2 separate regions of the Mus musculus genome follow, and region 1 is linked to region 2. The links are chromatin contacts, called in public HiChIP or PLAC-seq maps. All regions are on one chromosome and are shown on one strand. The core of a region is the stretch at or near the end of the contact, and the rest is flanking DNA. Distances in the headings are between cores, read along the strand shown. Region 1 overlaps Ttll11 (tubulin tyrosine ligase-like family, member 11). Region 2 overlaps Dab2ip (disabled 2 interacting protein).

What was found. HiChIP or PLAC-seq counts read pairs in DNA pulled down with a chosen protein or histone mark.
Region 1: an H3K4me3 HiChIP or PLAC-seq map of forebrain shows a contact between it and region 2, with 3 times the contacts expected there. The contact joins two enhancer-like sites. A contact is called at or near these places in 1 of 15 datasets of contacts at CTCF or cohesin (large pre-B cells), 5 of 484 Hi-C or Micro-C datasets (the HL-1 cell line, the HPC-7 cell line, the N1E-115 cell line and 2 more), 9 of 115 datasets of contacts at active chromatin or transcription factors (double positive thymocytes, embryonic basal ganglia, embryonic forebrain and 5 more) and 4 of 9 other capture datasets (adipose tissue, embryonic stem cells, liver and 1 more).

Annotation. Positions count from the first base shown.
Region 1 is chr2:35,871,968-35,877,681 of GRCm38.p6, reverse strand. All of the region lies in intron 6 of Ttll11 (tubulin tyrosine ligase-like family, member 11), which reads left to right. Among named protein-coding and RNA genes, the nearest start is that of Gm35396, 8.8 kb to the left of the region's middle. Within about 2 kb of position 1,906, at least 13 of the 459 cell types and tissues checked have an H3K27ac peak or open chromatin away from gene starts, as enhancers often do. A contact at or near this core is called in the N1E-115 cell line and forebrain, where this site is marked.
Region 2 is chr2:35,659,250-35,664,867 of GRCm38.p6, reverse strand. Dab2ip (disabled 2 interacting protein) reads right to left here. Exons shown (of 16, transcript NM_001114124.2): 3 at 3,243-3,376. Among named protein-coding and RNA genes, the nearest start is that of Dab2ip, 40 kb to the right of the region's middle. Within about 2 kb of position 2,752, at least 263 of the 459 cell types and tissues checked have an H3K27ac peak or open chromatin away from gene starts, as enhancers often do. A contact at or near this core is called in the N1E-115 cell line and forebrain, where this site is marked.

The DNA.
Region 1 (5,714 bases), core at 657-3,156, 210 kb before region 2:
TAAGGCACCGTCACATCCATTTAAAACACTTCTTCTAATAAGGGAGAGGTTGCAGCCCCCTCCCCCACCCTTTCCATTCTCCCGCAGCTGGTTTGCAGGCAAAGTCCTAGATGCATTCTTAATTTTGACTCAGCCTTTCTCTCCAGCAGAACAATTGGGGGCGGGGGACCGGGGGGGGGGTTCTCTAGGCAACAGCAACAATTCTGTCTCATTTGTTTGTTTGGTTGTTTTTTTTTTTCCTTCACTGTAACACAGCAGCTTGCAAGGCTGCTGATTTGAACCTCGGTCCTTCTAGGAACATGTCCTTCCTTTATGATCAGTAAATATAACTTGCAGATTTTAGCCATCAAATTATTGAATGTGGAAGTGCCTCCCTTTGCTTCATGACTATTTTAAAACAGAACAGTAGACAAATCCTACCTTGCTCCCATATTTCGCTGGAGCTCTGGCCTCCTCGTGTTTCTGTTTTATCCAATTGCCCTGACCAGTGAGCTCTCCTTTCCTCTGCTCCCTGCCAGGACAAGGCCAAGATGGCCATGGAGGACAAGTCATCCTCCAACCCCTTAGTTTACCCTTGGATCTCCAAATGTCCTTGCTGGAAATAGAATTTGAAGCAATCCCTTTTTTTACAGACTGGGATGTTGTAGTCTGTGCTGCCAGAGGCAGAAGGTTTAAGAGTCCTCTGGGCCTGGATTTGAGAACAGCTTTTCCCCTTGCTCTCTGTGAAATCTGGGGCAGTTGACTTCCCTGAGCCTTGGTTTCTCCATCAGTAAAATGTCTGTAATGGTAAAAAGCTGCTTAGCAGGAATGTTGCAATGGTAAAGTGAGCCACTGCGTCTAACCCACGGCACACACTGCCTGGATATGGGAAGCATTTCATGAGTGGTAATTGTTTGATAATTAGCCTGTTTGCTAATCTCATTTACTACCACAGTGCTGAACACATAAGGCTAATATCACTAGCATTAACGTTATTACAATCCTCACAAATAGATACATACAGTTGTCCTTCCCAGCATTCCCCATGGTACCAAAACCTGTGGATGCTCAAGTCCCTTACATAGAAGAGCAGAGTGTCTGCGTGTAACCCACATACCTCCCCCCATAGACTTTAGATGAGCTGCAGATTCCTTGTAATACCTAATACAATGTAAGTGTTGCCTATGCAGTTGCTATGCTGTATTGTTCAGGAAAGGACTCTTTGAAAATAGGATATTCACAGTCAGTAAAAATGTGGCTTCTTTCCCGAGGATCGCCCATCCTTGGTTGAATCCTTGGACACAGACCTCACAGATGCAGAGGGCAAACTGTATACAAGTTTCCTCCATTCAAGTCATGTGTATTTTATTTTCTGAAGACAGGAATTTATCTAAACAAATGGATAGTTTAACAAGAGTTCAGCAAGACTGAAGGAAGTCAACAGTGCCCATGTTCCTAGTTTAATTAACATGCTCCCCGATGCAAAGTATTCGGTCTGTTCGTGCCTCACATTGAAAATGCATCCCTCTAATTTCCATGAAGTTTTTGTCACACTGCATGGGCAGGGACCCTTAACACAGGCAGTCTCCTGGGGAAGGTAGCTCTGACTCAGCTAGGAGGCAAGGTCCTGGGCTTTGAGGGTCCCAGGCACTCTGAAGCTGACCTTGGCCAAATCTCTACCCTTTCCCGGCGTGAGGTTTGCTCGTCTCTACTCTCTGCCGTGTCCCCAAACCCGCAGCTTTTATAAGCACGATGATTTATCATTTGGAAGAGAGAGATAAAAATAAGAAGGAAGATTTCATCTTTTAAAAACCCTTGGACTCTGCAAATTTCGCTGGTTGCTTTTAAACCATTAGATATGAGGTGCCGGATATTGGAGGCCAGCCTAATTGGGAGCTGTAGCTCCTGTCTACTGTAGCTGTGCTTTCGAGAAGTGTTTCTGACAGTCTCTCACCACCCTGCCACTTGCTTCCAACTGCAGGGATCTGCTTCTCCTGTGGCAGTCACAAGAAACACTTCAGTCCTGCTTATAAACGTTAATTAGTTTGAAGAAGAGAAATAGGATTTGTGGTTCTTAAAATAGTTGCAGATATAGAAGGCCACTTCCCGGTGTTGTTGTAATCTGGATGCTTCATAAAGATACCACTGTGAGGCTTTGCGCGGATCCTCTGCCCAAGTTTATGACTAGCATCTTCCAAATTTTCGAGCTAGTGTGTGCATTTAGGGAAGAGATTGGTCCTGGTCCCTACACTTAGCTATTTTAGATGTGATCTCTGTGTCTCCCATGGTCTGGCTACAGGTTGTACCAGCTGTCTATGAGGCATCTTTCCGTTGATGTTGGAAGCCTGTTCAGTTGACCTTTGATTACAGTACTACGAATACGTAGTGTTGGTGAAGACCAGACAACAGTGTCTCTATGAGTAATATTCCAGATATGATGCTCATACATGAAATCCCAGCCTTTCCTTTGGAAGGCAGAAGAACTATGATGAGTTCAGGCCCAACCTGAGCTATGTTGTGAGTTTGAGATCAGGAGGGAGATCTTGAGTCTCCCTGGCTCTACCACTGGCTTGCTCTTTGATGCATGCTATGAGCCAGGTGCTATATTGGGCCTGTGGATGCAAAGATAATATTGTGTGTGCAGCTCTCTGCATCTCCTCAGCTCCACTGCTGTGCTGTTGTTTTATTTTTTATGTGTAGGGATGTTTTGCTTGTGTGCATGCCTTGCATCAAATGTGTGCCATGCCCACAGAGGTCAGAAGGGAGCTTTGGGTCCTTGGAACTGGAGTAACAGGCATTTGTGAACAGCTGTATGGGTCCTCTCCTGGGTCCATCCCCTGGTTAGTTTTAACTGTTAACTTGACATCACCTGAGAGGGGTGTCTCAACTGAGGGATTCCCTAGAACAGATTAGTCTGTGGGGGATTGTCTTGACTATTATTAACTGAGATTGGTAGATCTAATCCTACGTGAAGGTGATCCCACTTCATGGACTAAAGCCTGAACTGTCTGAGAGCGATGAGTCGTAGCCGAGCACGCAGCAAGCCAGCATGGGTGTGTGTTCTGTCTCTGCTCTTGGCTGTGGATGCATAGGGAGCTAGCTGCCTAAGCCCTGCCTTGACTCCTCTCAGTGATGGATGGAACTGGGACATGTAAGCTGAACAAACCCCTCCCTCCCCTAGTCGCTTTTGTCCAGATATTTCGTCATAGCCATAGATGTTAAACCAGAACAGCTGCTGAGGGTCCTTCCTGTTCCCAAAATCCATCAACGCTGTTATTGGGGCATTGCAGTCAGTCTTGGGCTGTCACCCAGGGCCTCGCTCCAGCAACAGGTAGTTCCTGGACAGGGTCCAGATAATAGAAGCCCCAGTAACACTTGGCTTGTGAGTGTAGTCACACCCCACATGAGGTCTGTTGGGTTTGGGAGTTTGTGTATTATGAGGACTTTCTTGTGTCCAAATAAACTGGTTTTAGCTCCTGCTTGGTGGTTGGAAAATATCGGTTCTTGGCACTTGTTGGTATTCAGGTTACCTTATACTGCACCTTAGATTCTGGCCTCTAAATTGGGGAAAGTTTAGTACCCTCTTTACGGTCAGTGCATTCATTTGGATTTATGTTTCCTCTTCTGGTTTGTTTCACACTTAAGACATTTTTGTAATATTACTCATCCCCCCTTTTCCCATTAAACTATGTGGATTAATCAGAGTTAAGAAAATCACCCTCATACAGCTTAATATTTATTTATCACACACCTGACCATGCGTAAGCCTCTTGTAAATTGGAACTCATATGGCACTGTAAGTGAACTATACCATTCCAGCTAGCCTATATAAAAGACACACAGTCCAGGTATTTTATTTATTTTATCACAAGCCATAAGCCTAGGTCTGGAGCTATTCTAACTCATTTCCCAGCCATTTGTCCCTTGTTACTTGTTGTTTCCCTGGTCCATCTCCTCTCATACTGCCGTCCTCCATTCGACACATCCTCTCTTCTTTCCTCTTCCCTCTCTCTCCCTGCAACCCCCCACCCCAACTCGATCCTCAAGCCCCACCTTTCTCCCTCTAAAGCCCAATCACAGGCTCTGGCATTTTATTGATCAGTTAAATTGGGGAACAAGGTTTATATAGCATCACTCGGTGTGCATGAGGGTCTGCTCATCAGTGAGGACGCTGGGGGGTGGGGGCAGATCTTGAGAGCCAGTGATTAGCATCAGAATACAAATAGCATCAGACCAGCGCACCACCTGGGAGCATGGAGGGAAGCCAGAGGAGCCCTCGCTTCCACCTAGCTTCAGAATTATTTGAGAATAAGATAAAAAAAAAATAAAGAAAAGAGAACCTGCATTTCACCCTCATTATGGAAGAGGTAACGGGGTGGGGGGGGCGCTTCAGAAAAATGACTCTTCCGATGTTGAATCTGAGTGAGGTTTTCTCTGTAACCCATGTGCAGGACTGTGGGGAACCAGAGTCAGGCCTGTAGTCAGTAGGAATGGGGAGGCAGTGGGTGTCTGGGCCCCCCTGCACACTGTCTTCCTCGACCCCAATCCTGGGCTGAAATGAGGCTCAGAGAACAGCACCCCTGACAAACAGAAGCAGACTTAGGTTCCAATTCTAGTCTCCCATGTTCAGCCATGGGATCCCCTTGCCCACACTGCACCCCATCCACAGAAGGAGCCATAATGGTGGGTTGCTGTGAAAATGGAGAGGGCTGATAGATGGATGTGCCACCCTTGTGTGCTCAATATATAACAATAAGGCAGATGACACAGCAGCACACAGACTTCCTCGGTAAATGGTATAGATTTACATAAATTGTTTCCATATAAGTATAAAGAAATACTGTTATGTTTTATGACAGTTTTTCTTTTTTTTAGCTAATCTGGAATTCTTTTTGCTGTTTGTTAGCACTACTTATTTCAATAGCCGGGCACCTGGTGCTTGCTCCCACCTTCCTCCTCGTTAGCTCGTACAAAGAAGGATCACAAGCCAGAAGGAAAGGAGAAATTAAATTAATGAGAAACCTCTGTGCATCTCGAATAGCCATTCTCTGATTCTATTTTTATATGTTCTCCTGGAAGCTGTCACATAATTCTGTAGCAGCCATTTCAAAGCATTTGTGCCAGTTAATTTATGCTGAGAAATCATTGGTGGGAATTTGACACAGGCCTGGCATGTCCGTAAGCCATCAGGCTTCAAAGGACAGTGCCGGTGTTAGAGGCAGCCCATGAGGAACACTCGGGAATGAAAAGAAGTGGACACCCGTGGCTTCTTGCTGGCTCCTCTGTCCTCCCTGTCATCATGGCCACTGGATTCACTGAGGGTTACTTTAGTCAGGAACTTTCTGGTTTAATTTAGACCCTAACCCTACCAAGTATCGTGATGCCATTTGACTGTTTCTGTGTTTGCCCCAGGACTTGGGCAAAGTCAGGGTTTGAACCAGGCTTGGCTCATGCCAGATCCCTCGTTAGTCTCACTGGAGCTGAGCTGAGACTGATGCATGCCCAGAGAAGGCCCTGTAAAGGCCCCTGTGGCATTTGTGCTATAGTTGCTTGGTATTAATCAACAGCTTCCCTCTTCCCCCAAAACATCACTGCTAATGTGTTGCTCCAGCCTCCTTGCCCTTTAAAAATAGTATTTCTCTTCCTCCCTTGATCAGTGTGATGTGGGAACTGACCCTACGATCCACCCCACCTTGTGTCTTAGGGAGGGTTCTGTCTCCGCTCTCCAGACAGGC
Region 2 (5,618 bases), core at 1,503-4,002:
GGGGGCCAGAGTCACCTAGAAATGGTGTCAGGAGAAAAGGGGGATAAGGATGTCAGCTGACCTCCTAGCTCAGAAGCATAAATAAATGAGCAAGCGACTTGATTCTGGGAAGGCAGAGCCATGGTATCTTTTATTGCTCTTACCAACATTAAAACCAACCTGTAAATGAAGCAGCAACACCTCCAGCAAGCAAGAGGAAGCGCTCTGCCAGCACCCTGCTCACCTGGAAAGCGCTCTGGCCAGCACTCATTTCTGCTACCAGGAGAAATGATTACCTGTCCTGTCGCTGGTGCTCACTGCCTAAGCCTCCAAAGGAGAAACGGGTGTCTGAGAGGCCCAGGGGTCATGGAGACCGGTTAGGACCCTCCCCTGGAGCCATTTTCAGTAGAACAAGTAGAAAGGCTCAAACCTGTCCTGTAGCCCTGAGCCCTCAAGTCCCTGATGGCATGACCCAAGCCTCACCACCAAACAGTAGCAGCCCACACCTAGGGCAGACTTCCTTCCCAGGATTCCCAGAGATTCCGGCATAGAACCACCTGGTTTCCAACCTGTAAACCAGGGAGGGTTTGATCTACACATCTGGGTGGAGGATTCCAGAACAAAAAACGACCTGTCCAACATAGCAGTCACAGAGTGCACAGACTAACATGCAACAACACCTCCTTAGCAGTCATACAAACCAGACAGATTCACCCAGTTACACTCACAGGAATAACCAGATAGTCCTAAATTGTTCATCCCATGGGAGGGTCACTGGGATCAGGGCTCATACATGCAACCTGGAAGCCTCTGACCCCTCTCCATCCTTGCCCTCCATCCACTCTCTGCTTGGTGTCTCTGTATTTATCCCAGGGGAGGCATGGCAGTCAGAGGGAGAGCCTGGAGAGGAGGCTCAACCTCTCCTTGCTCTGTTCCTTCTACTGCACTTGGGCAGCACAACACCCACAAGAATGAAGAGGCACTGTCCACTCACCCAGGTTTGATCATGAAATTAGAGGGTGGGGGTGGATCCACCACAGTTGATGTCACTCAACTCCCAAGAATGATGACTCCAGGACTGCCCCAGAGAAACATCTGCCCACTCACCCAACAGCAACCAGCAGATCAATTCCTGAACAAAGCAACAAAACAAGACCCCAGTCCTGGCAAAGCCCATTTCAGCTTCTAGACTGGGTAGAGGGATTCACACCCAGTCTGCCTGACTGTTCGAGGGAAATCTGAGCTCCCTTCTGGTGCCAGAGAGGCCACTAGGACAGATTGTTTACAGAAAAATTTAAAAAGACAATTCCACACCACTGCCAATGACATTCAGCTCTTCTTGCAGCCGTTCACATTTCCAGAAATGGATTTGTAGTTTCTCTGAAACCCGACTCCCCCTCCCCCTCCATGTAACACAGCTAACCTGAGACCAGGGGCCACGGGATGTTTCTGAGGTCACCCTAGCGAAGCCCCGACTCTGACTAGGGTTGCTAGCCAAGCAACTGCTGGCTTTTTGGTGCGGGCTTCCCAGCGGTGGAAGGTAAACACGACATGCATGCCGCTTGCTCTCAAGAGGGCAGACACACTCAGAGACCTGGGCTGCCTGCTTTCTCTCCTGCTCCCGGACAACCGCCACATGCACACAAAATGGGGTACGTACACAAGCCCCCGCATGCGAGAACAGAGGGTCCGGACCCCTGCCAGGGAAAGCGCAGAGAAGGGCATGTTCTTTGGGGGAGACAGCCGGAGGTGGGGGCCGGAGAGGAAGGCAGCAAACCGGGTGGCCTGCCGCCCAGACAGACAATAATAACAAAGATGGGAATGGAGATGGAGATTTTCAAAGACGCAGTGGCTGCACCCAGCACCGAGCTCTGGCCTGGATGCATCTTCCTGCCAGGGAACGCCTGGTCCCCTGGGGCACCATAGCCATCAGTGAAAGGTTGGGGGTGGGGGGTCCTGCCTTAGGCTGGGCTTGGCAGCCGGGGCGGGAAGCCAGGTGCAGACAGTGGTGGGGATGCACTGAAGAACAGCTCTAGGCTGATGGAAGGTCTAGTGGTTCTAATTGGGATGTGGGAGGGGTGCCCTGGGGTAGATGTTAGGTGTCAGTTAAACGTCACACCACCTTGGGCAGGAGTTAGGATAACTTGGACTCCTTGCTTGCTGGAACCAAGGAGGAAAGGAAAGACATTATCATTCAACCTGTGCCTCCCACACAAGAAGTGCCAACTCGCCAATGGTAAAACGGACACAGACCCGGGAAGGCAGATGCCAGGAGCCTAAGATGTTGGGGCTGAATGCTGAAAAGGCTCCTTGGAGCCTACTGGTTCCTTCACCTCCACGACACGTTCTAACTGGCACAGGAATCCATCACTGCTTGTGCCTAAGTGGAAAGGTGCCTGTGGCTGACACGACTCAAGGATGCGAACCAGGGCCCCCAGAGGCTGTGCCCGCCCAGTGCCCCCGCACGGACAGGATGGCTTGCCCTTGCGAGCTGAAGCCTGCACGTTGCCAGTGACTCCAAAGCAGGCTCAACAACCTCCTCCCCTCCCCTTCGCCCCACAAGCCACCTCCCCCTGGAATTTCCACACCTGCTCTCAGCTTGCCCAGAAGGAAGCAGGGAACAGAAGACACCCCTGGGAGCGGGAGGTAAAGAAGGGGAGCAGCTGCCCAGACTGTAGGGGGAAGGCCCATTTTCCCGGGTCTTAGGTTATACCCATTAACCGAGCGCCTGGCCACTGCCTGCTCGGCTCGCCCCAGCCCCCAGCGGAGCACGTGCCCTACTTAGCGCAGATGTGCCCCCTAAGCGGCCCAGCCCCCTGCTCCTCCCCTCCAGATGTTCACCCTTTTCCGCGCCACGAGCGCTGCCGGGTCTGGGCAAAAACCAGCCGAAAATGCCTTTTGTATCGGACAGCGAGGGACTCGGTAGGCCGGGGATGGGTCCTGAGGGTGGAGGCACCACTTCCGTCCCTACCTCTAGGCACAGCACTGCTCAGAAAACAATGCCCACCTCGGCCAGGCGAGGCAGGACCCCACATGCCCGAGAGGGCACTTGCTGCCCGGCCTCACCCCGGACCTCCAGCACCCTCCTAGGTGCGCCGGTGAAAGCAACGAAGGGTACAGTCCCGGTCCCCCAGCACGACGGGGGCCCCGTTCCCGGAGTTCCCGGAGGCTGGCGAGGCGTCACTCCCGCGGGAGAGTGCCCTGCCCGGCTCCGGCTTTGTCCCCGCGCCCTCGGGGCGCAGCCGGGGCGGCGACGGGCTCACCTCTCATTGTCCGCGGCGGCGGCGGCTGCGCTCCGGAACCCCGGCAGGATGTGGCGGAAGCTGTGGTTGCGGTCCAGTTTGGGCTGGCTCTTGGTGCGCTTGATGGAGCCCTTGAGGCGGCGGCTGAGGAAGCCCTGCGCGCGGGGCGACAAGAGGGGGAAGGGGAGGCGGGGTTAGCGCGGCGGCGGCGGGCCGGGACCCGCACCCTCGCGGCCCACGGCGGGCCGGGCTCGGCCCCAGCAGCTCGCGGCCCGCGCCGCCGCCCGCCCGCCGACCGAGCGCCGACGGCCCGGCCCGCGCAGCGCGGCCCAGCCCACCCCGCGCCGCCCGCCGGCCGGCCCAGCCCGCCACGTCGCCCCCGCCCCTAAGCCGCCGTTGCCATGGCGACAGAGCCGAGTGCCTCCGACCGTGGCCGAGGATGCCCGAGCCCCCCCCTCCGCCCCCGGCGCTGAGAGGGAAGGGCGGCAAGGCTGGGGGGTGGGGGCGGGTTGAGTGGCTTGCGCCACCAACAGCCCCTCACCTCACCTTCCTCTGCAACCAGGCCACACCCCCCAACCTCCAGGAGGATTCCTCACACCCCGCCCCGTCGGGGGGACTGACAGGAGCGGTTACTCAGATGAAGGAAAGAAACTAAGGCTGGGAGAGCAGGTCCTCCAAACGGCCAGCGCGCCTACTAGCACTCTGGCCATCTAGACCCCCTAAGGCGGACAGGCAATGGCTGGATGTCAGGATGGAGGCTGAAACGCTTGGATCCCCCCCCCCAAAAAAAACAATCCCCATAGGTACAGGATCCTCTAGTGACCCCTTAAGGAGGGGCCCAAGGTGTTGAAGGGTTTGCTGAGTGTCCCCAATTTGGGGACACCTGTCTCAGATCATGCATGGATTCACCAGCCATTCCCAGCTCACCACCTCACCCCACTCAGAGCTTCTGGACTAATGAAGAGGCAGGTGAGGAGCCAGGCCTCAGTACCTGCAGGTTGGACAGAACACACTTGACAGATGATGAGTAGATGTGAGGCTCAAGGGGAGCTGGCTAGTTTTATGTAAACTTGATACAGGTAAGTCATTTGAGAGGAGAAACTCCCAATTAAGAAAATGCCTCCATATGATCCAGCTGTAGGGCATTTTCTTATTTAAGGATTGATGTGTAAGGACACAGCTATTGTGAGTGAGGCCACTCCTGGGCTGGTGGTCCCAAGTTCTATAAGAAAGCAGGCTGAGCAAGCCAAGGGGAGCAAGCCACTAAGCAGCACCCCTCCATGGCTTCTGCATCAACCCCTGCCTCCAGGTTCCCACCTTGTTTGAATTCCTATCCTGACTTCCTCCAATAATGAACTAAGGTATGGAAGTGTGAACTGAATAAACCCTTTCCTTATCATGTTACTTTGTCATGGTTTCTCCTAATCCTAGCATTAGGAATTCTAAGACACTGGGCTCAGAATCTGCAAGCGCCTTGAGGGAGAAGAACTGAGAACTGGAACTCCCTGAGGAAGGCTTGTACAGAAGGGGTGCTGGAACCCAGCCACTCAGCCTTGATTCTGGGTGACCCGAGGACAGACATAAAGGGGTGTTAACTTATTTTGAAATCGGTGTTGTCATTGTGATCTGAATTTTGAAGTTTTTCCATCGTAGGAGGGGTGGGGCTGATAGAAGGTCAGGTGCTGCAGCACCACCTCTTGGACATGACAACCTCAAAAATGGGCTGAATAAATCCTCTTATGTCACCAGCACACAGGCAAAACACCAGAAAACCCTTATCTGCAAACTTTATTTGCAGAGAGATGAGGTTATCCTCCAAGGACACCCAGCTCTGAGAGCTATTGCCAGAGCTGTTCCCACAGGACACACCCTCTTTTACAATGCCCAAGCTATCCCTCCTCCTGCCCTTTCCCCTCTACATTTCCTTCCTCTTCAACCTCTCCCATCCATCGTTGATCTCTTCCTGTTGTCACCTGTCAGCATTCCACATGTCCTTCTAGGCCAACTAAAATGTCACCTCACCCAAAGACCTTCCCAGGTAGTAGTGCCAAATACACCTGACCCCTGTACCCACATCCAGGTTTTCTTTTTTGTTTGTTTTTGTTTTTTTCAAGACAGGGTTTCTCTGTGTAGGGTTTCTCTGGCTGTCCACTTTGTAGACCAGAAATCCCCCTGCCTCTGCCTCCCGAGTGCTGGGATTAAAGGTGTGCGACACCATGCCCGGCCACATCCAGGTTTTCAAACGCTGTGCAGCTCAATAAAACCTCTTGATTTAAGGGGTAGATTGGAGGGACCCTTCTCCAAAGGTGTAATCCACAGGCAAGACAATGCAGACTAAGGGAGGTCAAAGCTCCTAGGGAACAGCAGGCAGGCAGGGGCCTAGACCTCCATATAAAC